Linked DNA regions of Mus musculus: all the other regions are linked to region 3. Evidence: chromatin contacts called from public HiCAR-type, HiChIP or PLAC-seq and promoter capture Hi-C data. All regions are on one chromosome and are shown on one strand. The core of a region is the stretch at or near the end of the contact, and the rest is flanking DNA. Distances in the headings are between cores, read along the strand shown.

Region 1 (3,568 bases), core at 437-2,936, 1.8 Mb after region 3:
AGAAAGGCAGTCTATTCAGTAGAGAAAGTTGACCCACAGTAGCAGCTTCACGTGTGATGAGCCAAGCACATACTGAGGGCTCTCATATTTTAAAATATCTGCAAAAAAAGTGGAAAAGAAATGTACATAGAACTGTCTCACATGAGAGTCTTCTCTAAAATGAAATCCCATGCACCGTTTGATTGGCACTTTCTAGCCTGGCTCTTATTTGGCTAGGATTTTAACATTTTCTCTGCTAAATCATAAACCAGATCTTAAACACAATTCTCCAGTCAGCAAGTTATGACTTTTATAATTCTCTGTACAAATGAACTTGGCGGCGGGGAGGGGGGGATGTCAGAAGCCAGAAAAATTAATAAAGACAGGGAAGAAGAGACTTGATATACCAGACAACATCTTTCTGCATGTGTGTGCACGCCTTGGTTCTTGTGAGTAAATGGAACCCCATGGAAGTCAGAAGACAACCTTGAGTGTGGTCATATGCCAGGCTAACCCCCTAGAAGCTTTCACAGAGTCTCCTATGTTCTCTCCCCATCTGCTATAGGGCACTGGGATTTCAGATGTATTCTATCTCCTCTGGTTTTCTGTGGGTTCTGGGGATCCAAACTCAGGTCTTCATGTGTGTGAGGAAAGCCTTCTATTTGCTGAACCATCTCCTCAGCCCTGAAGAGCGACTTTCCAAATTGAAGATGGTATGGAAGTCAGATCAATCAGGCTTGGGAGTTGCTGCAACTTTCCAAAAATTCTTATTATTATAAAAGGTCTCAAGATCTCACACACCCATACACAGACACAGACACACACACACACAGAAAGACACAGACATATATACACACACGTACACACACATGCATATTTACACATATACTAACACACACTTACATACAGTCAGACACACATACACACACACCAACACACAGATGAGGCAAGAGAAATATTTAATCTCCATGTGCCCTTCACTCAGCTTTGGTAATTCTCAATACTTGGTTATTTTTTCAATCCACTCACCCCTGGCTGGTCCTTTAAAGCAAGCCCAAGATCTCCACTTCATCTCACCTCCTCGTCCCACGGGTCTTCCACTGTTCATTTCGCTACCCAGGCAGAAGGGAGAGGAGAGAGGGCAGGGCGACAGAGAGAGAATGAGGCAGACAGAGGCAGAAAGTACTTCGGCAGCAACTTAGGGAAGAGACAAACCTCTTTCCAGGAAAAGTTTTTACACCTTTTCCAGTGACATCTGTTAATAATCACAAAAATAAAGAGGGTCCCCTCTGGTACTGTTTAAGCAGAAAGCATTCCATTTGTATTCCAATGCAAACATCACTCACTCCTCGGATGTTAACCTTGCAGTGGCCGTTACTCATTCAGAATGGAAGAAGGGTGGTTGATCTCTAAAAAACAGCCAGCCTGTGATCCCTTCTTTAGTGCTTTTCTGTGTTCCTCCTGTGGGTCCTGCCTTGTTCAGGAGTGGTCCAGCCTCTAGGGTGCCCTCCTGTGCAGTGAGTTCATCCTTACCTGAGATGCTTACTGTATCCTCCCGTCCCAGGGGCGCTGCCCAGCAAGGATCCGGGTGGATGCAGACACTGGCTACGGAAGGTGCCAGGAGCCTAGTGGGCAGCAGAGTGCAGGGTCCTCTCAGCGGAGCTTCCCCGAGTCCGGGACCAGGCGAGAGTGGGGCTGCTGCACTGAGTGGCTGGAGATGGGAGGGGAAGGGGCGATGACGCTGACTTAGAGGGGAGGGGTGGGCGGATCCTGCTTACACACCACTGCATCCCTGCTGCACACCGATGGTTAAGAGCTAGAAAAAAACTCTAAATGGGTTCGCAAGAATGTAGGCACCCAGGGCGTGTTTTAACCAATGTTTTAAAAACAAAGCAGCAAAAACAAGAGGAGGAGGAGCGGCCAGCATGCCTAAACCAACTTAATCAGTATTAGCACGAAGGGAGTAAAGGTTATGGTTACCTCCAACCCAAGAGTCTCCATCTAAGGCCAAAGGCAGAGGTGAGGAGCCTACGCTGGGACACTGGGACACCCAGGGAGCAACTTGTGCAGCCTCCTGTGATTCACTTCTGTAGCTTTATTTTGAGCCAAGTTTGGCATACTCCCACTCCGGTCTCCACAGAATTCCCATCACACTCTTTCTGTTCCTTTCTTCTCTCCTCGGGATGGGGCACTCCTTTGGGATGGAGATTGTATGAGGAAAGCATTGTCAGCATTCCTTCTAGGCTCTGCCCTACAGTTACCTGGCAACAGCTAGGTATGACTGACTCAGTAAAAAAAAAAGGGGGGGGCTATTTGCCCCCTCCTTACTTATCCTCTTGCTCTCTTCCCTCTCTGTACCCTTCTCTCAACATTCCCCTCCCACCTCTCTCTCTCTCTCCACGTGTTCATGGCTGGCTTCTCTCCTCCCTTCCACTCCCCTCCCCACCCCTCCCCTCCCCACCCCTCCCCTCCCCACCCCTCCCCTCCCCTCCTCTCTTCTCCTCTCCTTGCCCCCCTTCTCTCTTTCTGTCTCTACTCCCTCCTAAACTCCCTTCCCCCTGCCCAAAATAAACTCTACTCCATACTATATCACACATATACTATATATGTGACTGGTCTCTCAGGGGGAAAGGATGCCTCAGTATAGACCCACAGAGGCACCCCCTTCCACCTCACCATACCTCACTCTACCAAACATATCCTGGTTCTTTCTTTCTTTCCTTTTTATAAAACACAACAAGCTTTACTTTTTCAGCTTTTACTGGGAAGCAGGTCTGGAGCAAAGAAAAGAAACCCCGAGTCCTGTATTTGGAATGTAGTCCAGTGTATGGGGCATTCACGTAAGCATGCCCAAGACTTAAGGTTTCATCCTCAGAGCCTGTGCTCACAACTGCCCCCTGACTAACCTCCATAGCCCCCCAACACAGAGAGAGAGGGGGGGAGGGGGAGAGGGAGAGGGAGAGGAAAATAAAATAAACTACCTCTGTCAGTTCTGACCTTCATAGCACCAAAGAATCAAATAAGTTCACAGGCCTAGTCTATCATGGAACAACTGGTTCTTTGTACTATATTCATTGATTGGTTGGTTGGTTGGTTGGTGGGTTGGTTGGTTATATGAGGAGCACATGTTTGCCATGGTACATGGGTGGAGGCCAGAAGACAACTTGTAGAGAGAGGTTATCTGTTTCATTCTGCAGTGTGGATCTGGGAGACTAGACTCGGGTCTTCAGTCCTGATAATGTGTTTTATGTGTTGAGCATTATCATAGCAACCCACAGCACATGGTTCCTTTATTACTGTTATTTCACTTATTTATTGTCGGGTGTGTATGTTACGTGACTGCCAAGAGGTATGGATGAAGGTCAGAGGATGGTTTCTAGGGATCATGTAGGTCCTAGAGATGGAACTCTGGTTGGTGGCAAGCAGTTTTACCCTCTGAGCCATGTCACAGCCCCGTAAAACTTTGATCTTCAGTGGATTGCTGAATTTCTCAGATTTCTAAGTACTAAACAGGATGAGATCATAACATGTTGTTGCTTCCTGTTCTCTTAGCATTGTCTTTAAGAGATTGACCCACACTGTTCAAATC
Region 2 (3,412 bases), core at 257-2,756, 1.5 Mb before region 3:
GAGAGAGAAAGAGAAAAAGAGGAGAGAAGAGAGAGAGAGAAAGAGAGAGAGAGAGAGAGAGAGAGAGAGAGAGAGAAAATGAGAGAGAGACTAAGTTTCTAGACTGATTTCGCTGATACAGTCTGAGTCCGGATCGTTTGGGATGTCTTCACACTGCCCGGGAGATCCCCAGAGACCCAAGTCAGCACAGCAATATGAATTTGCTACGTGGCATTTATCTCTCTCTCTGAAAGCCCTAGTTCCAGTGAGTTACAAAACCAAAAAGAAAGAAAGACAAGCTGGTAAGAGAAAGTAGAAATGGGAGGGGGAACAATAGAGGGTAATGAAGGCTGAAATATATCAGGATATATTATAAACACTCATGAAAATGTAATAATGAAACTTATTATTAAGTACAATTAATATATGCTAATAAAATCTTTTTTTTTTTTTTTAAAGGAAGTTTTGTGTGTCCTGCGGAAGGACCATCAGCAGGGCTAGGAAATCCCAGACCACCATCTACTCTCAGCCAGGGGCTTTGATTGACCGGCTCTTTACACTTAAAAATGGCTGGCGCGCTTTAACTTCTGTTTTCACTGTCCATAAATAAACATCTATTAGAACCAGCTACCCGTAGCTGCGTTCGTTCCACAGGTTCCAAAGGTTCGTTTGTAGCCTTTAGGAGTTGCTACAGAGACCAACGTTGTACACAGTAAAATATTTACTGGTTAGTCTCCTGCGGTTGCACTTTGCCAAGAGTTGAGGCGACTTTCCCGAGCCAGCTTTTTCCAGGCACACCACAGACGCTAGGGTTAAAACTTCTGTGGGTGCCCCATGTTCCGCAGGGCAGGGAGTCACCCCAGCACGGCACAGTCGGACTAATAACCCAGGCAGGGCGATCCCCGGGGAGGCCAAGTCCACGGAAAGTACAGGCTGGGATGTCCCGCTCCCTCCCGTGGTGGGACAGGAAAGTTTTGTGCCCTTAGCTGTCCGGCAGAAGGGGCTGAAGGCTTCTGTATCTAGATCTGAGCCAAAAGGACTCTAGGTACCTGCCAGCCTGTTCCTCGGATCACGCAAGACGCGTGTCCCCCGAGACTAGCCCGTCCCTGTTCTCCCTCCGGTGCCCTCGGAGCCCTGCGCCCCACTTTCTCCCTCCTACCTATGGCGTTCACGGTCAGCTCGGCGGTGGCCCCAGTACTCAGCAGCCAGGCCCCAGCGCACAGCAGCGGCAGCGCAGCCCACATCTCGGCGCTCACTGCCCGGTCCCACCGAGTGCCCTCTGAGCCCAGCCTGTGGAAAGGAGGTGGGGCGACTCTGGCCTCCGCCTAGGTGATGATGGTTCCTCTCCTGCCCCCTGTGGCCATTACACTCCTGCTCTTGGGAAGAAGGGTTCTCAGGGTCTGACCCTGAAGGCTAGTCCCTGCCAAGTGGGAGGAAGCGCAGCCTAATCCCCAGTTTCCTGTCTGTCCCCATCTCTGGTAACTCCGTCTCCGTGAAGGTTTCTTGAACCATAGCTCCCTGGCCTTCCCTATAGCTTGAAATGACTTAACCAGAGGGCTGTCTGGACTGCTCACCCCCAACAGGCATTTGGGTTGCTTCCAGGCATTTGCGTTGCTTCCTCCTCCTTCCTCCTTCTTCTTCCTTCTTCTTCTGTTTTGGTTTTTTGAGACAGGGTTTCTCTGTACTCACTTTGTAGACCAGGCTGGCCTTGAACTCAGAAATCCACCTGCCTCTGCCTCCCAAGTGCTGGGATTAAAGGTGTGCGCCACCACACCTGGCTCTTTTTTTCTTCTTACAGTCCCCATATAGCCCAGGCTGTCTTTGAACTTGTAACCCTCCTGTTTCAGCCTCCTTTACAAGTTTCTCCTGGCAGCCCATGGCATTTTGATGAAGGCAGAATGACCTTCCTCTCCTGAGATTCTTTGGTCAGATTCTGTCTTTCTAGTGCCGGGGGAAGAGATTCCAGAAGTCTTTTAGAATTAAGTATAGTAAGGTGGTTCTCTACCTGGGGGTCAAATGACCCTTTAAAAGGGGCCACCTAAGACCATCGAAAAACACAGATATTTATATTATAATTTATAATAGTATCAAATGTACAGTTATGACATAGCAACAAAAATAATCTAATGGTTTGGGGATCACCATAAAATGAGGTTGAAACTACTGGTCTAGTGGCTTTGACCAGTTTTCAGAATTCTATTTAAGAAGCCCTGAGGCTACGGATGTAACTCAGCGAGCATGGTCCATCATGCACAAGGCTCTCATATAAGCCTTGAATAAGTTCAATGCCTAGTACTCCTATAAACACACACACACACTCCCCCCCACCCCCCCCAAATAGCCAAATAGACAAACCGAACCAAAAGCCACCACACAAAGGCACGTCTTTCAGATACTCTGGACATGTGGACACTGAATCTACACTGATCGGTTCTGACAGGCCTGGAGTATGGCTCCAAGGACAGATAGTGTGCAAAGGGCTCCCATTTTAGGATATCTGACTTGATGTGTGTACTGGCTGGTTTTGTGTGTCAACTTGACACAGCTGGAGTTATCACAGAGAAAGAAGCTTCAATTGAGGAAATGCCTCCATGAGATCCAGCTGTAAGGCATTTTCTCAATTAGTGATCAAGGGGGAAAGGCCCCTTGTGGGTGGAACCATCTCTGGGCTGGTAGTCTTGGTTCTATAAGAGAGCAGGCTGAGCAAGCCAGGGGAAGCAAGCCAGTAAGGAACATCCCTCCATGGCCTCTGCATCAGCTCCTGCTTCCTGACCTGCTTGAGTTCCAGTCCTGACTTCCTTGGTGATGAATAGCAGTATGGAAGTGTAAGCCGAATAAACCCTTTCCTCCCCAACTTGCTTCTTGGTCATGATGTTTGTGCAGGAATAGAAACCCTGACTAAGACAATGTGTTTCTGAAAGAAAATGAGATTTTGTATCTTGTAATTCATGTAAAAGAGTTGTCTATGAGTCTAGGCCTGGGGCCGAGAACAAAGCAGAACAGACAGGGCTGTTGTTAAGACAGTCCTAAGAACAGCTTGATTGTACAAGCAGGGCTATCTTGTCTGGGTCAACACCACCTGGCCGGAACCTCCCCTCTGTCTACTGCCCCTTGACGCCAGGTAAAGTCATACATCAACTGGTTGCTATGTGAGCAAGATAAGCCCCCAGCCCACAGGAACAAAGTTCTGATGCCCTTTTTTTTTTTTTTTTTTTTTGGTTTTGGTTTTTTGAGACAGGGTTTCTCTGTATAGCCCTGGCTGTCCTGGAACTCACTTTGTAGACCAGGCTGGCCTCAAACTCAGAAATCCACCTGCCTCTGCCTCCCAAGTGCTGGGAGTAAAGGCGTGCGCCACCATTTTTTTGTTTGTTTTTTTGTTTTTTTCTGATGCCCTTTTGCTAACATGTAATCTTTCTGTTAATGTTTAAATAAG
Region 3 (3,467 bases), core at 959-3,458:
AGCCAACCTTTCTTCCAGCCAAGCCTTCTAGACAGACCCCGGGGCTTGGCAGGTTTGCAGAAGTTGTCTAACTAACCCTAATTGGGTTTTGTTTATCAGCTTGACACAAGCTAAAGTCATCTGGGAAAAGGGACCTCGGGTGAGAAAATGCTTCCTTCAGATTGGTCTGTAGACAAGTCTGGCTGGCTTTCTTGGTTACCGATTAATGTGGGAGCTCTGTGTTGCCTGTGGTCCTTAGGCAGTATTGACCTGGGTTACACAAACACACACACACAACTAAGCTGCAGCTATTCATCTATGATCTCTGCACGAGTTCCTGTCCTAACTTCCCTTCATGGTGGACTAGAGAAGTTTTAAGTTGAAATAAACCTTTCCCTCCCCAAGTTGATTTTGGTCATTATGTTTATCATAGCAACAGAAAGCAAACTAAGGGGCTGGAGAGATGGCTCAGTGGTTAAGAGTACTGACTGCTTGTGCTGAGTTCAATTCCCAGCAACCACATGGTGGCTCACAACCATCTGGAATGGGATCCGATGCCCCCTTCTGGTGTGTCTGAAGACAGCGACAGTGCATTCATATAGATAAAATAAGGTGAGCCTTTAAAAAAAAAGAATAAAAATACATATTAAAATCATTTTGAAGATAACATTCATCTAAAAACTTTAAAAACCTAATACTGTAGCTGTGGAGATGGTTCTAATAGATAAAGCATTAGATTTGCAGGCCTAGGGACTTATAATTGTTTGAGTCCCAGAACCACATAAAAATGTTAGTTGTGGCCCATGCTTATAATTTCTGAGCTGGAAGGCAGAAACAGAAGGATCTCCTAGACTTGTGCTCAGCCAGTCTAGCCTGATTCCTGAGCTCCAGATCAGTAAGAGGCCCTATCTCAAAAGGGAATAAATGGTGCTTGCGAGGATAACACCTAAGGCTGCCCTTCAGCCTCTGCATGCATGTGTGTACCTGGGCACATAGATTTAAAAAGAACCAAATTAAGACCACAGGCTTGAAATGTAGCCCAGAGGCACAGTCCTTAACCAGATGCTGTGACAAGCTTTTACCATGTGATTCTATTCCCTACCTTCTTTCTATGGCAAACCTTATGTGATGTTCTTACCCAAACGGCTTTTATTCACTTATTACCATTACTATCACATGTGTGCATGATGTGTGTGAGGGCATGCATGCCACAGTCTATAAGTATGGTGATCAGAGGATAACTGTTAATGTAAACTGACAGCAAATGCACACATAATTAGTAAAAAATGCTACAAAATAAAGACCCGAGCTTCCAAGTGCTAAAATATCCAAATGTGTGTATCCATACATTTAAATTACTTTGAATTATATATTTGACCTTTGAAGTCTTAAGTTTTTTTCTGCAGATAATTTAGAAGGGAGAAACTTAAAAAATAGCAAAGGATAGCTATGTGACCTTAGGCCAACTGGCGGCTTTTGACTTGCTTTCTCCTCTGTGAAACGGAATGTTTAACTTCTCAGCATTCTGACAGTATAACTGTCACTAGTGTCTGTTTCCCGGAGTGGGAGACTTGGGGGGGCGGGGGAATCTGGTGTTGGACCTGGTTGAGCGCCCAAGCAGGCGTTGGATAAGCCTGCACTGGACAGCATGGCTGTCTGCAGACCAGCGGCACCCCCAGAATGCAGGAAGGATAAACGGAGAGCTTTTCGGTTTTCACCCGCGTAATTCTGTCCTCCCAGGTCCCTTCGGCTGCCCCGCTGAATACACAAGCGCAGCGCTGGCCACCGTAGCAACCAAGCTTCTCCACCAGCGGCGCTCAAAGCTGCCTGCGCGGCGAAGTCAAGGCCACTCCCTGCCGCCGACCGTCCGTGTCGACTAGGCTCGAAGCAGGCGGTGACCTCGCCTCCAACTGCGGCAGTTCGTTTGAATTCTGGCGCCACTCCCACGCCACGTCGAGCTGAGCCACCCCGCCAGACTCGGAAGAGACCGGTGGCGGCGAGCCAGCGGGAGCGCGCGCAGCAACGGAGATGCACGCGGCGGCGGGCGGGCGGCGCGCACCACGCCCCGGAATGGCCTGTAAAAAAAAAAAGAGGTCCAAGGCGCGCGCTCCCACGCGTTGCTTCATGAAAAGCCACGCCCCCACGTACTCTCGCGTCCAATCAGTGACAGAGGGAGGGGCAGCCTCGATCTCGCACAAAGGAGACTATAAAAGGAGCTGCGGTGAACCGGGCTCGTTCTTTTACGACGGAGCCTAAGATATTCTTTGTCTTGTCGGTGAGTGAGTTACAGTCGGATGACCAAGTGAAATATAGGGGTGCAACGAGGATTTGGAGGCTTCTGAGACTTGAACTTAGGGTACTGGTGTAAACTTCCTCGGAGAAGTGCGCAGCAGCTAATGATATTTCGGGATTGGAGTCTGGGCCCCAGTGAGATTCGTACTAAGCGGCCTGACTGAAGGCCGCATGCGTTCTAGTTCCTGAGTCCCCGCGTGGGTAGGTTTTTACAGCAGGGTTTGCAGCCTTTTGTGCTGTTCCGAAGGTACTAGAGTCACCGAAAGAGACATCCTATTATATGCACGTTCACAAGGACAATGGCGCCATTGTTCTTCGCGTCTTCAAAGCAGCTACAAGAAGAAACCAAGGTAAAGGCGATGCAGCTTCTATATTTTAAGAATATTGTTATAGTGCAATAGGAAGTGATGTGTGATGCTTAAATTTTGTTTTTTGATTTTTCATTATATTAGATGGAGGGGAGCCCAAAGCATCTGAGAGAATTGATAAATGAAAGAAACATGCTTAAAACATGACCGTTTTAAAGGGTGTGTATTGAAGCCTAGATTTTTTCCCTTGTAAGCATGCAAACATACCGTTGTGAAGTAAGAATCCGGGTTCCTGGAAATGTATTGTGAAGTAGTCCTGGCCAAACTACTCTGGCCTTTGCAATTTGGAGTGACTGTTGTGAATGCATGGTGTACAAATTGATTGTACAAACAGTTGTGAGACATACCGGGTCAGAACAGTGATGAAATACATCCCGAAGATGATGACCTGAAGATAAATGCAGCTTCTGAGAGAAGACCATTGTGTTTAAGTGGTAGTCTTGTTAATGCAGTTCTTACTCATAGCATGTCATGGTACCTCTTTCTGTAGTGAATGCTGACCAGTGAGATGCCAGCCTGCGTGTGAAGATCCTACAGCAGAAGTGCATGTGAGTGGTGCTCTGTTTTGTTTTCTGCTGAGCTTACTGTCGTTGGTCTAGTCTATGATGATCCTATCCCGAACCTGAATTCCTGTTGAAAAACCATAATTACGGATCTGGCTTCTGAGATGGACCATTGCAAAGGACTATTGTGTTCTTCTTTAATGTTGGCAATGACGTAATGCCTGTGTTTTTGTTTTTATATTTTAGGGCCAGTGACACAAGAACTTGCGAGAGATGCCAGTCCGCCTGTGAAGATCCTGCAGCAGGAGTGCATGTGAGTGGTGCT
Region 4 (3,765 bases), core at 409-2,908, 1.7 Mb before region 3:
GCGAGTGAGCGCTCCAGAAAGAGAGAGCGCACTCGCACATGCACGAATTTAAAATAAGCAAGAGGGGGTGCATAGGGTTGGAGAGATGGCTCTGCAGCTAGAAGCACTAGTCCCTCTTGAAGAGGTCTTGGATTTGGTTTTCAGAACCCACGTGGTAGCTCACCATTATCTGTAACTCCAGCTCTATGGGATCATGCACCCTCTTCTAGTGGTATATTTGATATGTCCTCACAAATATAACTAGAATGTCTACTTCTCTTTGGGAAAGGTGAGCTTTGTACTCATCCTTCCTTCGCCTGGAATGCTGTTCCCCTCCTCAGTCTCTAGTTACCGTTCCCCCTCCCATCTGACGTAGGTCTCTGCTCACTTCTTAAGATCTGCCTCCTCTGACCAACCTACAAAAGTAGCTTACCTTCATCTTCCTTTACAAACTCCATCCTTTTACTATGTTTTGTTTTGTTAAGCACTTAAAAACACCTTGTGAGGTTGTTCTGAGGGTTCAAATAAGTTGATACAGGAAGTACTAGGAAGCTGGGTGGGGCTAGCACATTCCTGTAATCCTACCACTTGGGAGGTGGAGGCAGGAAGATATCCAAGGCTCAGTGCCAGCCCAGGCTATGTGGAGAGAGCTTGTCTCAGTCCTACATTCCCGACACCCTCAAGTAATCACTGGCAAGTGATGTCTTATAGTTAGGGTCTCTATTGCTGTAATAAAGAACCATGACCAAAAGGCAGGAACCTGGAAGCAGGAACTATGGAGGACTGCTCCACACAGCTTGCCCTCTTATGACTCGCCCGTCACTGTTTCCCCAGCCTGCTTTCTTACTTCATCCAGGACCACCTGCTCAGGGGTGGCACGGTCCACAGTGGGCTGGACCCTCCCACATCAATCATCAATCAAGAAAATGCCTCCCAGACTTGCCAGCTTCCCCCCCCCCCCAATTAAAATTCCTTTTTCCCAAAGGACTATAGCTTGGGTCAAGACAACAAAACACTACCAGCACAGTGGTATTTTAAGCAACCATCCTTATTTCCAGGTCATAAGGGCATTTGTGCAGCAAAACAACTTCTATTTGTTTGCCTTTTAAAATGTGTGAATTATTGTTGTGCTTTATTAGAATATAATCTCCATGAGGCTAGGAAGTCACTGCCAAGTCTCCAGTGTGTGAATCCTACACAGAACGCCCTCCATAAATTTTTTTTCATTCAGTGAACAAACCAGGATGTAGAGAGGCAGTACATACTTTGGCTTCCATTCACAAACTCTACAAATATTTACCGAACACCCACTCTGTACCAGGCAACAGGCGCTCTCATTTTCGTAGTATGAGCCTATGACTGGCTGGACACGGATTTTAAAATCAAAGCTTATTCGGAGTTCAGGGCAGTGTTAAGTAGACTTTCCTTAGTTTTTTTTTAGAAACCCACTCGTGGAATCCACGCTCGCATAAAGAAACAGAACTTTTTCTCCCGGGATAGGGCGGACCTTGAATGCCCAAAAAAACAACTAGTAGAGGACGGGTGGAGCTAGCCTGGATCGCTAAAGAACCCAGGCTACCCACGCTGCGGGGGCGCGGCGGGGGCGGGACTACAAGTCCCAGGCTGCTCAGCGCGCCACGGCCCTGCGGAGGGCGCGGCGCGGGGAGGTGGGCGCTGCGGCGGCGGCCCGGAGGAGCGCGGGGCGGGAGCGCGGGCGCGGGCGCCGGCGGCAGGCCATGCCGGGGGCCGGGGACGGCGTGGAGGAGAGCTGCAGTGGTGGTGAGGGAGCGGTACCGGGAACAGGCTCGGAGGCTGGGGCGGTGGCGGGACGGGAGCCCTCGCGGCTGTGCGGCTACCTGCAGAAGCTGTCGGGCAAGGGCCCGTTGCGCGGCTACCGCAGCCGCTGGTTCGTGTTTGACTCGCGCCGCTGCTACCTCTACTACTTCAAGAGTCCCCAGGACGCTCTGCCGCTCGGCCACCTGGACATCGCCGACGCCTGCTTCAGCTACCAGGGCCGCGATGAGGCTGCGGAGCCCGGAGCAGATCCGCCCACACACTTCCAGGTGCACAGCGCCGGTGCAGTCACCGTGCTCAAGGTGGGACGATCGCGCCCCGGTGCCCACTCGTGTCCCGTCAGCAGATTTCCCCCTCCACCTTCCTTCCTTGTCCCAAAGGCCTCCTCCTGTCCTGCCCAAGCCTCTCTTTGCCACTGCCTACTCTGATTCCTTCCTCATTCTTATCTTTTTTTGCCCTTTACCTGTGCTTGGACTATGAGGCTGAGTCAGGGTTGGGGGTTACACAGCTAATCTTTTGACACTTTGACCCATTATCTCCCGATACGCCTTTCCTCGCTTCCCTCCTGTGTCCACGCTCACCATTCCTTGGATGCTGTGGGAGACCCTCCCACAGTTGCAGGCTTCCACCCTCCATCCCTGCCTAATTTATAACTCCTCCTGTGACCTTGGGTCCTCTGAAAGACCCCTCTGTGCTTCAGCTGCCTGCTCTGTAAAGTGGGGACAACAGTATTGGGATTAAGTGGTTTCCACTCTCAAGTGTTTAGTAAATATGGTACATTGAGTGCTATAGCCAGAGGCAAGTGATACCAGGGCCCCGGGAACTAATTTGCCACAGCCCCCTCTAGAGAGGTCGGGGTACTCCAGCAGTGCCCACTCTTGCTTCTTGGAAAAGGTGGGAGGGGTTGCTTCAGCTTATGGGAGGCTTCCTTAGGCTTCCCCAGAGAGATTTGAGTATTGGAGGCTTGGCAATGGTCACCAGTCCCGGGGCAGCATTTCCCTGTTGCTGAGAGTTCTAAAGGCCAGGACCTTGACATCTCCTAGGAATGGTCCTGTTTGGAGCACCCAAGGGCCTGGACCCCTGGCCTAGGGCTGGGCTGCCTCTCACTCTGGGCCTTGCTCCCCGCTTGGTTCCCTGAGTCTCCACCCTCCTTTTTCTGGCTTCTCTTCCGTCTTGCAAGCTGGGCTTTCTCCAGAGCCACAGGGCTGGGCTTGAAGCAGCAGCCCTCTCAAAGCTGGCCAAGTGGAGAGTGGCCTTGTGAGCATGCAACTGTTCCTGAGCTCTGCAGACCGTGCAGCAGCTGGAGCTGTTCCCTGAAGCCCTTTCTCAGAGCTTTGTCGACTCAGCAGAGTCTGACTGGGGGAACAGGGGTGGAGGGGGGGGGGATGCTGTGATGTTCCCCCCCACTAGCAGATGCATAAAATGTTTCTCTAAAGGAAGCCAAGCAGGCCTGCAGTTCAACTTGAGGTAACTCAGTGTCTGTGTAAACTTGGGACTGGCTCCCAGAGCGTCCACAGGGAGCTTTGTCAGAGGCAGATGCTTGCCCTCTGTGTACATGTGGACCCTGGTGAATTTCCGGTGGAATTGCCTGTGAAAAAAAGAAAACTGAGCTTCCTGTTTCAGATTCTCTCAGATAGCTTTAGAACTCTCTCCCTACCAGGTCTTTCATTTTTTAAAAGCATCTAAGCAGCGGCAGCATCTGCCTAAGTGAAGTTACAGTGCTTAATGGACGGCTTTGGACCTGGATAGATTTGAACTTGCAGCCTGAGTCATCAACCATGTGGATTGGACACATTTTATCACTTCTCTGTCTAGTTCCTGCTTTGGTCTAATAGGAATTTCACCCCTCCCCCGCCCCCACCCACCCACCCCCCCCTCCCCCCGCCCTGTGGATGGCAGCAAGGGCTCTAGGAAACATTACGGAAAAAGGCTGGCACGTTGTAAGCACTACCTGGCAGACATCTAAAACAGCAGGCACTGTCTTTGACCGAA
Region 5 (3,403 bases), core at 580-3,079, 1.5 Mb after region 3:
GCACCATCAACTGGGAACCCCATGATCAAATGCCTTAGCATATGTAGGACATTACAGTTTCTCAATAAACACTGAACAGCTATTGCATAAGGAATCTGTCTCTGTGTAAGATTCAAATTGGTGAGATTTGAATAAAGGGCGTAAGGTAAGGAATATCTGCTGAGTGCGTAGCAATGCTGTGCTATGGAAAAGTCTCATCTCAGGCCTATGAACAAGACAACAACAACAACAACTGGTCACGCGTACATACACCTGAGCCAGAATGTGACTGCGATGAAGTAGTGGGTCTTGGAAAGACATCTCTTTCCTACTCCAAAGTTCTAGACTTTTAACAATTTAACAATCAGCCTATCTGGCTGAGTTCCATTTTTGAAAACTTTATCTGACTGTTTCATTGTTTTATGCAGTCCTAACTCTGCCTCTCAAGGGTTCGAGATTGTCTCATTTCATAACAAAGAAATTAATCCTACCTGAGGGTCCTATTAAATTACACAAAGATCTTACTTTGCCCTCTTTGGGGACAACAAAACTTACTTCTGCTATCGCATCTAAGGAACTTGCTGTCTTTGCCTAGAAGTTTTCTCCTTTAAATGAATGCTGAGAACATAGCCATTTTAATGAAGAAAGTCAGTTACTGACGTTCTCATTCTACAAAGGGCAACCTTAGACTATGGAGCCAAGCACTTAGCTTAAAGAGAGAGCAAGATACCCAGTTGATGGCTGGTGAGCAGAGGCGCACACACAGCAATGAAGGAAATGTCATAATCACAAGCTTACGTGACTGATAGCAGACTTTCATCAACCTATTTCTTTTTACCAAGAATGAAGATAGTAAACGTCCCTAGCTTCAGGGTAACTGTGAAGATTCAATGGGCAAAGGAAAAGGACTCCAGATACACATGGCCATCAGTGAGCCCACAAAACATCTTAGTGCTATGTATGATTAAAGCTGGGGACAGACATTTCTGAAAAATAAATGAAAACCTCAATTCCTTTTCTGATCTAAGGGCAAAACCTCAGATCTAAGTGGAGAAGAATGGAAAGTCTCAAAGTCATATAAAATAAAACTCGAGAAAGGAATCGAGTAGCCCAAGAAGACAGAAGTCTCAAAAGAAAATACCAAGATGTGGTTACAGAATAAGGAACTAGCAAAATAACATAAGAGCATTCGCCTTGCAATGAATACACTACACAATTTGTACTGAATTTTGCAACTATATATCTGTATTTCCACCTGCTGCTGACAGTAACCATATTCAACAAATAGACAAGAGCATGGTACCAGATTCAAAATCAACCAGGGGTGTCTACAGATGAGGCAGTGCTGGAACCACTGGCTACCGTATACACAGAGGAGTGCGACTTGAAGAGGTGGCACTAAATCTGACGGCAGGTTTGCAGACTCCAATCATCCCTAGCCACCGCCACTGCTCAGCCTGGATCTTTGACCGTAAAGAACAAAAGACTGGAGAGGACAGCTTGAGACAGAAATGCAACCATGCCGGAAGCGGGGTGCCGAGTGGACTTACCGCGGCCAACTTCAGCAGCTCAAACACACTTAGGGCGTTTGAGTTAGTAGTCGAACGAACGGCGTCGCCACTTACCTTGCTGCGCCCCTGGGAGGAGACGCGCTGCTGGGAGCCGGGGGCCGGGAAAGCCTGGGAAGGGACGTTCAGCATCCTGGGCCCCCGGCTCGGGCCGCATCCGGGCTCCGCCACCGGACAGGCTGCCCTGGTGGGACCCCAGCGCCCACCACCGTCCGTGCGGGCTCCTTGGCCCGGCCGAGGCCAAGCCCCCGACCCACTTCCGGGGTCGCCAGGGGTCAGGCGCGTCGTGACGCAATCACGCTCACGAGAGGCGGGGCGGGGGCGGAGTCAGAGGAAAGGCTCACTCACTCTGTGAGCCCGGTCGCCCGGCTTGGGAAGGGGTGGCTGTGCGGGGGTTGGGGGCAGGGCAGCGCATGCTCAGTTACTCTTTGGTCCTAAACTTCAGCACCACAAGGAAATGACAGCTTTCTGCTGAAAGATCAGAGAGTGAAGCTGTTCCCCAGCCCTGGTGCTGATAGAGGCCGAGGGTTATTTCTGGTAGAACAAGAAGACCAGTGCCTGTCTCTTGATAAACAACAATTGAAATATGAAAGAAAACAACACTATCAAAACGTTCAGACTGCTGAATAGTTCTCTCCTGTAAAATACTAAGCTCTAGGAAAGAGGACTTCACAGTTTCATGAGCTAAGAAGCCGAACTCAAGCAGCCTCTGCTGTGGGTTAAGAAACGTCACGTTTGGGGAACCAGTCTGGAAAACGAGTAAAAGACGTTTCCAGACGACGTTTCCAGAAGACCTTCTCTATCCATACACTCACACATTCTTCCTCCTCCCATAACTCTTCACTTTCCCTGAAATCTACAAGTAGCTCACTCCTAAATAGAGTGATTTGGTTTTGGTGTCATCCTTGTATTTAATGGCCTATGCACGCTACTTTTTATTAAAGGAACATTTTGTCTGTATAGGCTTGGGTTTCTGTAAGAAATAAATGGCTATATCTAAACCATATACTGTATATATTAATAGGCATGTAACAAAAGACAGGCCACCTTATACTATCCTGATTTGTTAACAAGAGAAATTCCTAACACTGTGGGTCCATGTTAGTGATACATTGGCTTTTTCTTTTTGCTAGGAAAATACACAGATCCACAGGGTGGAATCCAATAGAAAGAGAACATTTTCCCAAAGAGTAGTTCTAAATAACCCATCCCATTCTCTGTGGGGTTCTAATTTTTTCTGATTCTGGACACATCATTTACTCCAGCTATGTAGTTTCCAGAGTCCCTGGGAGTCAAAGTTGTGATAATGTGGTTTAATATTATGAGAGAGTCTGTGGATATGCTTAGTCATTCAAGCACGGGACATTTCTTAGCTAGCTAATTACCTCTCATCTCCACCTCTACCCATTTTTATTCTGGAATACTGCAGGAAAATATTTTTGGTATATTGTCAGACAAGCATTGAACTTGCAGTTCTCCTGCCTCATCCTCACAAGTAGCTCAGATTATAGATTAATAAAATATGTTTGTTTGCACCTGAACTGCTGAGCAGGTGATTATATAAAAACTAAAAGGACTTCATGAGCATAATCTACTGTGTCACCCTAACCATGCAAGTCCATCGTCCATCTCATTAAAGTATGGAATAAGTTTTCTTCTGTGATGCCTATGTAAGAAAAATCAGTCACTGAGGATTTATTTTACTCCCCAGAAGAAGATGTTTATATGAGAATATTGTGAGCGGGAAACTAAAGCAAAAGGAAAGTGGATAATGTTGAATTTTATGTCTTCCAAATCTTAGCTTTATCCAGGACAAAAGAAAAGAGAGCAACTTCATGTTCTCACCGTTTTTAGAC
Region 6 (3,627 bases), core at 1,019-3,518, 1.6 Mb before region 3:
AGGCCCTGAACTAGTGCTCTTGATTAGCCATCTCTTCAGTCCTCATAATGAAATCTTTTTTTAAAAGATTTATTTATTATTTATTTTTATATGTAAGTACACTGTAGCTGTCTCCAGACACACCAGGAGAAGGCGTCAGATGTCATTAAGGATGGTAGTGAGCCACCATGTGGTTGCTGAGATTTGAATTCCGGACCTTTGGAAGAGCAGTCAGTGCTCTTAACCACTGAGCCATCTCTCCAGCCCATAATGAAATCTTTCTAAACGACCATAAACATATTTTTGTTGAGCTGACTCCACGGATAAAAGGACCAGTTGCTAAGGTTAATGGCCTCAGTTCTATACCCAGAACCCAGATGATAGGAGTGAACTGACTCTTGCAAGTTGTCTTCTGACCTCCAACAGCTGCATAACACACAATAAATAAATTTTAAAATTTGTTATTAAGGTATAATGTAGATATGGTAAAGATTATTAATTTATGTGTATGTTTGGACATGCCCCAAAATTCACGTAATCATAAAAGATCTAAAAACCAAGATTCCTTAGTGCCCTTTTTTTTTTCTTCTTGTACTTAACAGGACTTTATTGGTTCAACAATGAACAGCAAAGGAAACATTAACTATCACTCTGGGGGCGACATCATGGAGACATCAAAGTTACCCGTGGAAAAGTACCTCTTTCATATTTATCTCCCTCTACCCACCCTGGACATCCAATTGAACGCTGTCCTGATTTTTTCTTTTTTTTCTTTTTGGTTTTTCGAGACAGGGTTTCTCTGTGTAGTCCTGGCTGTCCTGGAACTCACTCTGTAGACCAGGCTGGCCTCAAACTCAGAAATCTGCCTGCCTCTCAAGTGATGGGATTAAAGGCATGTGCCACCACTGCCTGGCTGCTGTCCTGATTTTGAATCAATGATGAAAATGTTCACTCTTATACCTAGCTTCTTCTGCACAACATACTTCTGTTGATTTAAAATCAGAGAGTGGAAATAACATGTGTGGCAAGGATGTGGGAAAACAGGTATCCTCAACTTGCTGGTTGAAATGTAACCTGAGAAAACTTTTCACAAAGTAGTTTAAAGTACATCAGAACCAGGTTTGGTGGTGCATACCTCTAAATCCAGCACTTGGGAGGCAGAGGCAGGTAAATGTTTGAGTTTTGGCTAGCCTGGTCTACAGAGCTAGTTCCAGGACAGCCAGGGCTACACAGAGAAACTTGGTCTCAAAAAAAAAAAAAAAAAAAAAAATAACTGAAAAAAAAATAGAGACAGAGTTTCAGGAGCTAGACACTGTGAGTTCATGGTCCTCTCAGTCTATATAGCCAGTTCCAGGCAAGCCAGGGTTAAATATATTTAGTAAGACTCTGTTGAAAAGAGAAAAGGCTTTGACATAAAGGTTTGCCTAGGATAATTAGGTAGCTACAAAGTGTGGAAGGGCTTCAAATATCAGGGTGACTGTTTTCTGACTTATCTCCCTAATTAACAGCTCTGATCCTTTGTGTGCAATTCATGTAATTTAGTGGGTACAGGGGTACAGTGTTATTTCACAGCAGAGTACATTAAGGAGTTTTTGAACATAGGAACAATGTGAAGAGAGGTTTTGTTGTTGTTGTGGGTTGGGTTTTTTTTTTTTTGAGTATACATCCAATACTACCCCAAAGAAATAAGATGGCAAAAGATGGTACAAAGGGGTTAAGTATGGAACCTTGACTTTGACAGCAATCCAGGTTTGCCCCCTTTAGTGAGACTAAGTACTTCAAGAGTCAGAAGCTGCAATCTACAAATAGTCATGGGAACCGGACCCCCACCCCCTCCCAACCCCCAACTCCCTCAAACAGGGCATGGCTTTCTAGACACCGAAGCTTCTGGAGAGGATCACCTTCTCACTCGCATCTAGCTTCATTTCTGGCTTCCAGCGCTCTCCTAGGCCAAGTCCTGGTGATGCCGTGGAACTCAGGCTGCAGAGACAGTCCTGTCCTCAGGCCACTTCAACACCCCACCACATTTACCTGGCTTCATTTCCTATCTAAGCATCTGCCCCCCTTGAGTTTTTCCCATCCTTTCGTCACTAGCTAGTGATTTACTTATTCCTTCCTCTTTGTCACCTACAGAAAATAAAAATCTGGGTTTTAACAAGCCTCTGGGGTCTGGATACTTAGAGGGCTGGGGTTGGGGACAGGGGCGGTGGTGGATCGCGGGCGTGGGGGGGGGGCAATTGTCTCCCACTCCCCTCCCCCACCCTGCTGGCGTCATCCGAGGTCGAACTACCAATCCCGGCATGCCTCTGGGCGGCACGGGCGCAGGCTTGTGTGCGTAGCGGTTAGCCGTTGGCTGAGGCGGCGGCTGCGCGGGTCGCGGTGCTGTGAGGTCAGGCGGCGCTGGCAAATCGCGCCCAGGATGTAGAGCTGGCTGTGGCCGACGGCGCGTCTGACGCTGAGTTGGGTGGGGTAGAGAGTAGGGGGCGGTAGTCGGGGGTGGTGGGAGAAGGAGGAGGCGGCGAATCACTTATAAATGGCGCCCAAGCAGGACCCTAAGCCGAAATTCCAGGAGGGTGAGTGTGCCGCTTTGGGGAGAGGCATCTAACGGTGCACGGGAGAGAGGCTGACTCAGGGCGCTGGAGGTTTGGGGGTCGGGGTCGGCGGGGCTTGCGGCCGGGGGAAACCGTGCAGGCCTTGCTTTGTAAGGGGGAAAGGCGCACTGCGGAGGGTAATCTCAGTGCGTCATCCGCGACAGTGCTCGGTGGCGCGAAAGCGAGCCCCCGGCCACGGCCAGGGCCGAGGGCATCTCCGTGCGTGTGGCAGAGCCTCGGCGCTTGTTTGTTTGTTTTTCCGAGAGCGGAGAAAGTCTATTGAAGGGAGGTGCCCGGCGGGCGGGTGAGCGATGGCGACGGCGACGGTTGGGAGGTGATGTGGCGTGGGGGAGGGGAGCAGCGGCAGCGCATCCTCCCCGCTTAGCTCTCGGCCGCGGGCCGCGCGGGCGACTGTGGGCCGAAGGTTCGAGGCTGTTGGACAAACGAGCGGCTCTGTCTCGGCGTTGTGTGGAGTTCTGCTGTTGGGAGGACAGGGGATGGGGGGTGGGCTGTGCGCCCCGCGGCGGGAGAACTGCGTTGTAAGATGGCCGCGGCAAGATGGCCGCGCCATCATGGCTGCCGGCGTCTCGCAGCTTACACGCAGCTTCGGGCCAGATGCAGCGCCCCCTGGCACGGCGATCACGCGCAGACCAGTTCCTCCTCTTGCCTCTGAGTGATGGGTGGGGACAGAAAAAAAAATAAAACTGGAGCCGCCCGAGCGAGTTCCTAGGCTTGCTGTTGCCTGAGGGCATCGTTTTGCTGTTTTTGGAGCTGTGCGCCAGGGCCCTTTAAGTACTCTGTGCTCTGCCGAGCGGTTCTCGTGGAAACAGTTTTTAGTTCCTCCTTAGGGCGTTTCCATCTTGAGATGCATGGCCTCTTTGTCATTTTTAAATACAGTAGTTGCTTGACTGGTTGTAGTAGTATTCGATTTTAATGGCGATTTGAAAGCTAACGCTTATTAGTTGGCTTTGACTGAGAACGTTGCTGATGAACGGTTACTGCTAATGGAAAGCAGTTACTCGGTTCTCACAACTCATCTGTCGAGGTGATTTACTGA
Region 7 (3,904 bases), core at 1,176-3,675, 2.0 Mb after region 3:
GGTATCTGATTGTGTGCCAGAATTCCTCACAGTGATTCTTGAAGCCCTCCACACAGATTATACCAGGCTTTCCTGTCATGCAAAATCCAGTCACATCTAACCTTTTTCCCACTTCCAAGATCTTTTTCCTCAGGTCCTGCTGATATATGTGGTGGCTATAGATCCACATGCGGAGGAATGTGTTCTTGACTGGCTTCGCCTGTACGGATGGCTCGTCCGACAGCTTTCTGGTGAGGAAGTAGGATGCGCTGTTGTCCTGCAGCCACTGGATGGCTGCACAGACACACAACTCACCTGGGTCGAAAGTCCCGAGATAAGCACTGAGAGCTTGGTTAAGCAGCAGCTGCTGTTGTCTGTCAAGCTCAGGTGACCGTCCAAACAGCTGCAGAGCCACGTATGGGTAGTTGTGAGGCATGGTTACTTGCAAATCAATGGTCACCTTAAAATAAAAACGACATAGATTTAAATACTGAGAAATCACACGAGCTAGTTTATCATGGCAACTGCACGATTACGATAGGAACAGTCATGGAGACTCTCAAGGGCCTGCCTGCCACTGAACAACGTATGCAGTCAGCTTTCCTAACCACCGCCGACCAGCGACGTGTGCTGGGTGTCCTGTGCTGGAACAGGAAGTGATGAAGTCAGACAAGATTCCTGCCTCAGACCGGAGCTTCCTGAGGGAGACCATGCTCACACATAGCAAGAATTTCATTTCAATTTGAGAGGCAGAATCTACTGTGGGAGAAGTTCAAGGTTCCACTGAAGTGTGTAATTAAGGAGATAAAATGGTCTGAGGGAAGGACAACTGAAGGCTTCGTAGGGGAGAGCGAAAACATTCTTCTAAATGTCCAGTCCACATGGTACCTGCTCTGCTAATGTTCCTAGGACTAAAGGGTCCAGAGCAAGGAGGTAAGTTTATATTTAACATTTAGGTTTTGTATGTGTAGTTACTATGCACATTCAGTGTCATTGAAAACCGATGAAATCCTAAACACTCATTAACTTCATTAAAGTCTGTCTGAATTTATGGACCATCTCATGTTTGGTACATTTTCCTTCCAAACGCATCCTGGGATTTGAAATTGTCTATTTGTTACCTGGACAGGAAGCTCATGCTTTGGGTTTTCCAGTTAACAAGTGGATACCTGGGGCTATGCCATTAAGAGCACTGGCTGCTCTTCCAGAGGATCAGGGTCCAATTCTAGGTTCCCACATGCAGTTCTGGCCTCCAGGGGGCACTGCATGCACATGATGAACAGACATACATGAGGGGGAAACACGCATACACATTAAAAGCAAAACACGATAGGCACCCAGAAACACTTAGGACCAATGAAAGCACCCACCTTGGGCTCCTCAATTTGGAGCGTGATGACAAATTCGATGTTGGGTGGGAGCGCCTCCCTGGTGCCTTCCAGATACCTCTTTATGTTTGTTAGGGCGTTTACATCTTCGAGTTTTACTTCTCCTTGATTAGGAAACATAGAAAACAGCATTTCCATCTCCAGCAGCTGAAGCTGAAGGCTTTCTTTTACTGACCCTGACATGTCTCCAAATCAGCCGGCTTGGAAACCTGGAAAAGGCCCAGAAATAATGGGGTTGTAAATGACGACTGGTGTCCAGGAAATTTTCCCAAGGTCCCTTTTCTAAGAGGCAGTCCCGCTGTTTGTAGAGAGCTACGGGCACGCATCCATACACTTTAGATTTCTCTCCTAGCCCCCCCCCCCCAATCTAGTACGCACAACATCCTTTAAAATGCTCCCTCAAACCCCAGAATCCTTGTCTCTCCTTCCCACCCTTGCCGGCCATTCTGGAGTCTGCGCTTTCAACAGGTGCTCGGGTGACAGATTTCGTGGCCGGTGGTTGCAAACACCTGTATTCCTGGTCAGCCTCAATCCCGGGAAAACCAGGGACCGGCCCGGGAATCCCACTTGGATCTCAAGCCTGCGCAGCTAGGAAGGATGCCTGCAGTGCGGAGGGGAGGGCTCTAGGTCATCCCCGCCGCCAGCCCCCATCCGCAGGCCCCCTCGGAGGACAGCCTCCCCGGACCGCAGTGGGGTGCAGCATCTCGCGCAGGTGCATAGGGACGCCACCGCAGAGCCAGGGGCTGGGAGGAGGGGTCTCAGCCATTTCCACTTAATAAAGTGACGCCTAGGGCTAAGCGGGTGAAGACCCGCGGGGATGACGCTGACCTCGCCTGGCAGGGGCTGGGCTGGGAGGTGATCTCGGTGGTCGGAGGGACGTCAACGCTCCCGTTCTTTAGGGACCCGGGACCCTGAGGCCCAGGCTGAAAGGCGCAGCTGTCCACCCCGGGAGCTAACCTTCGGCCCGCCTTAGCCGCCTTAGCCTCACCCTTTCAGATCACTCAAGCCAAGCAGCCCCGAACCCGCTCCGAACCGCAGCCGCAGTTCCGCGGGCGCGAGCAGCGCGCGGACGGCTGGGGGGCGGGGCTTGGCGCATAGGGCGGGGCCACAGACACCAACCCGCCGCGATTGGTCGGGGCGGGGCTTGGTGGTGCAGGGGCGGGTTCAGCGGCCCTTCCGGGCTGTGATTGGTGTGGGCGGGGCGTCGGGCCGGAAGCAAAGCTGGGCCACGTCTGCGAGGTCTGAGAGAGTTGGTTTGGTGCGCACTGCGCGGCCGCGTCTCGCCTGTGGAGAGAACGTTCTTGCTCCAGATCTAGGTGAGCGGGCGTGGAGAATGCCGGGCCGCTGTGGGTGGGGGTTCATCGGCAGCTGAGGCTGGGGCATGACTGCCGGACCTACCTATCCAACGCTGCGCGCGGCCCAGGTGCCTGAGGTCCTCGCGCTGTAGTGCGCGGAGCCGCGAGTCAATCAGTAGCTCGGAGCAGGATGCATCCCCAAGGGTGGCAGTTTGAATGAAAGAAGCAAACACTGTTAGGGCTTTTAATAAACATTGCCATACCTAATCGAAATTAGTTCGAGAACTCCAAATGCATTAAAGGGTGGAAGCATGCCGTTGTTCTATGACTGTGATTTTCCTTTGAGAGTTCTGAATTTCGTAGGAGTGGTTGACGCCCCTATGAATAATAGGGATACATTACCAACGGGTCATTTTTTTTTTTTTTTACAAAATTATATTCGTCCTTGTGGACAAAAGTTTGATAACTAAAGTAGCTTGGGAATGATCTATTTTACTAACCGGAGAAAAGCAAACATTTCCCCACACTTCTGGTAGTGTTGTGTATAGAAGCAAGGAAGGACAATAAAGCGAGGAGGTGTGGCTGTTAGCGGAGGGACAGCACCCCCTCTCTGGGCAAACTAGGATAGAGCTGACCCAGGAAGTACAGTTTGTGGCTCTGCAAATACACCGCTGGCCGAAGTGGAAAACCCGAGTTGAATGAATTGGAGGTATCCCACACTCACTTGTTTTTAAATGACAGGTTGGAAGTAGCATGGTAGATGTTAGTTGTTTTTGATGTTACTTTAGAAGGCTGCCATGCCTGTCTTTATGGAGATTGGTGAGGCTTCTGTGAGATGGCCTAGCTGATGGGGGTGGGGGTGGGGTTGGGTCTCAGACCAGAGGAAATGACTGTCCATTGTTTTTCTTTTGGGACTGTTTCTTTCTAGCTTGAGAGGAACAGCAAAAGAGCCACACGGATTCCAGGTTTCTGACCTTCAGCCTCAGCCTTTCACTGGCCGCACACCAGACTTTATATGATTAACCGAGGCCCACACCGGGAGTTGACCCTTCTGTAACATAAAATGATGGTGTGATGGCATTACTTTAGGACAGTTCATCCTGAAGACAGAGTGGAATAGGAGTGGACAGTGGCTGGTGTCTCTCCCGAGTCTGTCCTGGAGGGTATGGTTTAGGCAGGGGCTTCTGGGTAATTTTAACTCCAGGGTCTCCTTTTCTCTTCCCTGCCTTCCCAAAAGTGGTT

Evidence for each region. Promoter capture Hi-C pulls out the DNA fragments that hold promoters and counts their contacts. HiCAR-type assays count read pairs that join an accessible place to other places. HiChIP or PLAC-seq counts read pairs in DNA pulled down with a chosen protein or histone mark.
Region 1: a contact with region 3 is called in a HiCAR-type map of astrocytes, with 4 times the contacts expected there. The contact joins the promoter of Prss35 here to the promoter of Snhg5 in region 3. A contact is called at or near these places in 1 of 39 promoter capture datasets (liver) and 2 of 115 datasets of contacts at active chromatin or transcription factors (astrocytes and embryonic stem cells).
Region 2: a contact with region 3 is called in an H3K27ac HiChIP or PLAC-seq map of microglia, with 5 times the contacts expected there. The contact joins the promoter of Ctsh here to the promoter of Snhg5 in region 3. A contact is called at or near these places in 3 of 39 promoter capture datasets (hippocampal neurons, liver and neutrophils) and 2 of 115 datasets of contacts at active chromatin or transcription factors (embryonic forebrain and microglia).
Region 4: a contact with region 3 is called in a HiCAR-type map of astrocytes, with 4 times the contacts expected there. The contact joins the promoter of Tbc1d2b here to the promoter of Snhg5 in region 3. A contact is called at or near these places in 2 of 39 promoter capture datasets (liver and pre-B cells) and 1 of 115 datasets of contacts at active chromatin or transcription factors (astrocytes).
Region 5: a contact with region 3 is called in a promoter capture Hi-C map of pre-B cells, with 7 times the contacts expected there. The contact joins the promoter of Cyb5r4 here to the promoter of Snhg5 in region 3. A contact is called at or near these places in 11 of 39 promoter capture datasets (the 3T3-L1 cell line, 3T3-L1-derived adipocytes, the C10 cell line and 7 more), 2 of 484 Hi-C or Micro-C datasets (B cells and CD4 T cells), 4 of 115 datasets of contacts at active chromatin or transcription factors (astrocytes, embryonic forebrain, forebrain and 1 more) and 1 of 9 other capture datasets (adipose tissue).
Region 6: a contact with region 3 is called in a promoter capture Hi-C map of pre-B cells. The contact joins the promoter of Morf4l1 here to the promoter of Snhg5 in region 3. A contact is called at or near these places in 8 of 39 promoter capture datasets (the C10 cell line, the HPC-7 cell line, cranial neural crest and 5 more), 1 of 484 Hi-C or Micro-C datasets (B cells) and 3 of 115 datasets of contacts at active chromatin or transcription factors (astrocytes, large pre-B cells and pro-B cells).
Region 7: a promoter capture Hi-C map of pre-B cells shows a contact between it and region 3, with 9 times the contacts expected there. The contact joins the promoter of Rwdd2a here to the promoter of Snhg5 in region 3. A contact is called at or near these places in 1 of 39 promoter capture datasets (pre-B cells), 2 of 484 Hi-C or Micro-C datasets (B cells and CD8 T cells) and 2 of 115 datasets of contacts at active chromatin or transcription factors (astrocytes and pro-B cells).

What each region holds. Positions count from the first base shown.
Region 1 is chr9:86,741,751-86,745,318 of GRCm38.p6, reverse strand. Prss35 (protease, serine 35) reads right to left here and starts at 1,686. Exons shown (of 2, transcript NM_178738.3): 1 at 1,513-1,686.
Region 2 is chr9:90,052,361-90,055,772 of GRCm38.p6, reverse strand. It overlaps Ctsh (cathepsin H), which reads right to left and starts at 1,506. Exons shown (of 12, transcript NM_007801.3): 1 at 1,139-1,506. The coding sequence starts at 1,223.
Region 3 is chr9:88,521,638-88,525,104 of GRCm38.p6, reverse strand. Snhg5 (small nucleolar RNA host gene 5) reads left to right here and starts at 2,208. Exons shown (of 5, transcript NR_040721.1): 1 at 2,208-2,621; 2 at 2,724-2,798; 3 at 3,130-3,187; 4 at 3,389-3,455. LOC115487267 (a small nucleolar RNA gene) reads left to right here and starts at 3,237; the gene lies at 3,237-3,308.
Region 4 is chr9:90,268,662-90,272,426 of GRCm38.p6, reverse strand. It overlaps Tbc1d2b (TBC1 domain family, member 2B), which reads left to right and starts at 1,658. Exons shown (of 13, transcript NM_194334.2): 1 at 1,658-2,075. The coding sequence starts at 1,716.
Region 5 is chr9:87,020,455-87,023,857 of GRCm38.p6, reverse strand. Cyb5r4 (cytochrome b5 reductase 4) reads right to left here and starts at 1,829. Exons shown (of 16, transcript NM_024195.2): 1 at 1,605-1,829. The coding sequence starts at 1,679.
Region 6 is chr9:90,113,461-90,117,087 of GRCm38.p6, reverse strand. It overlaps Morf4l1 (mortality factor 4 like 1), which reads left to right and starts at 2,268. Exons shown (of 12, transcript NM_024431.3): 1 at 2,268-2,552. The coding sequence starts at 2,513.
Region 7 is chr9:86,570,509-86,574,412 of GRCm38.p6, reverse strand. Rwdd2a (RWD domain containing 2A) reads right to left here and starts at 2,425. Exons shown (of 3, transcript NM_001145969.1): 1 at 2,356-2,425; 2 at 1,350-1,576; 3 at 1-439. The coding sequence starts at 1,550. It overlaps Pgm3 (phosphoglucomutase 3), which reads left to right and starts at 2,571. Exons shown (of 13, transcript NM_028352.4): 1 at 2,571-2,683.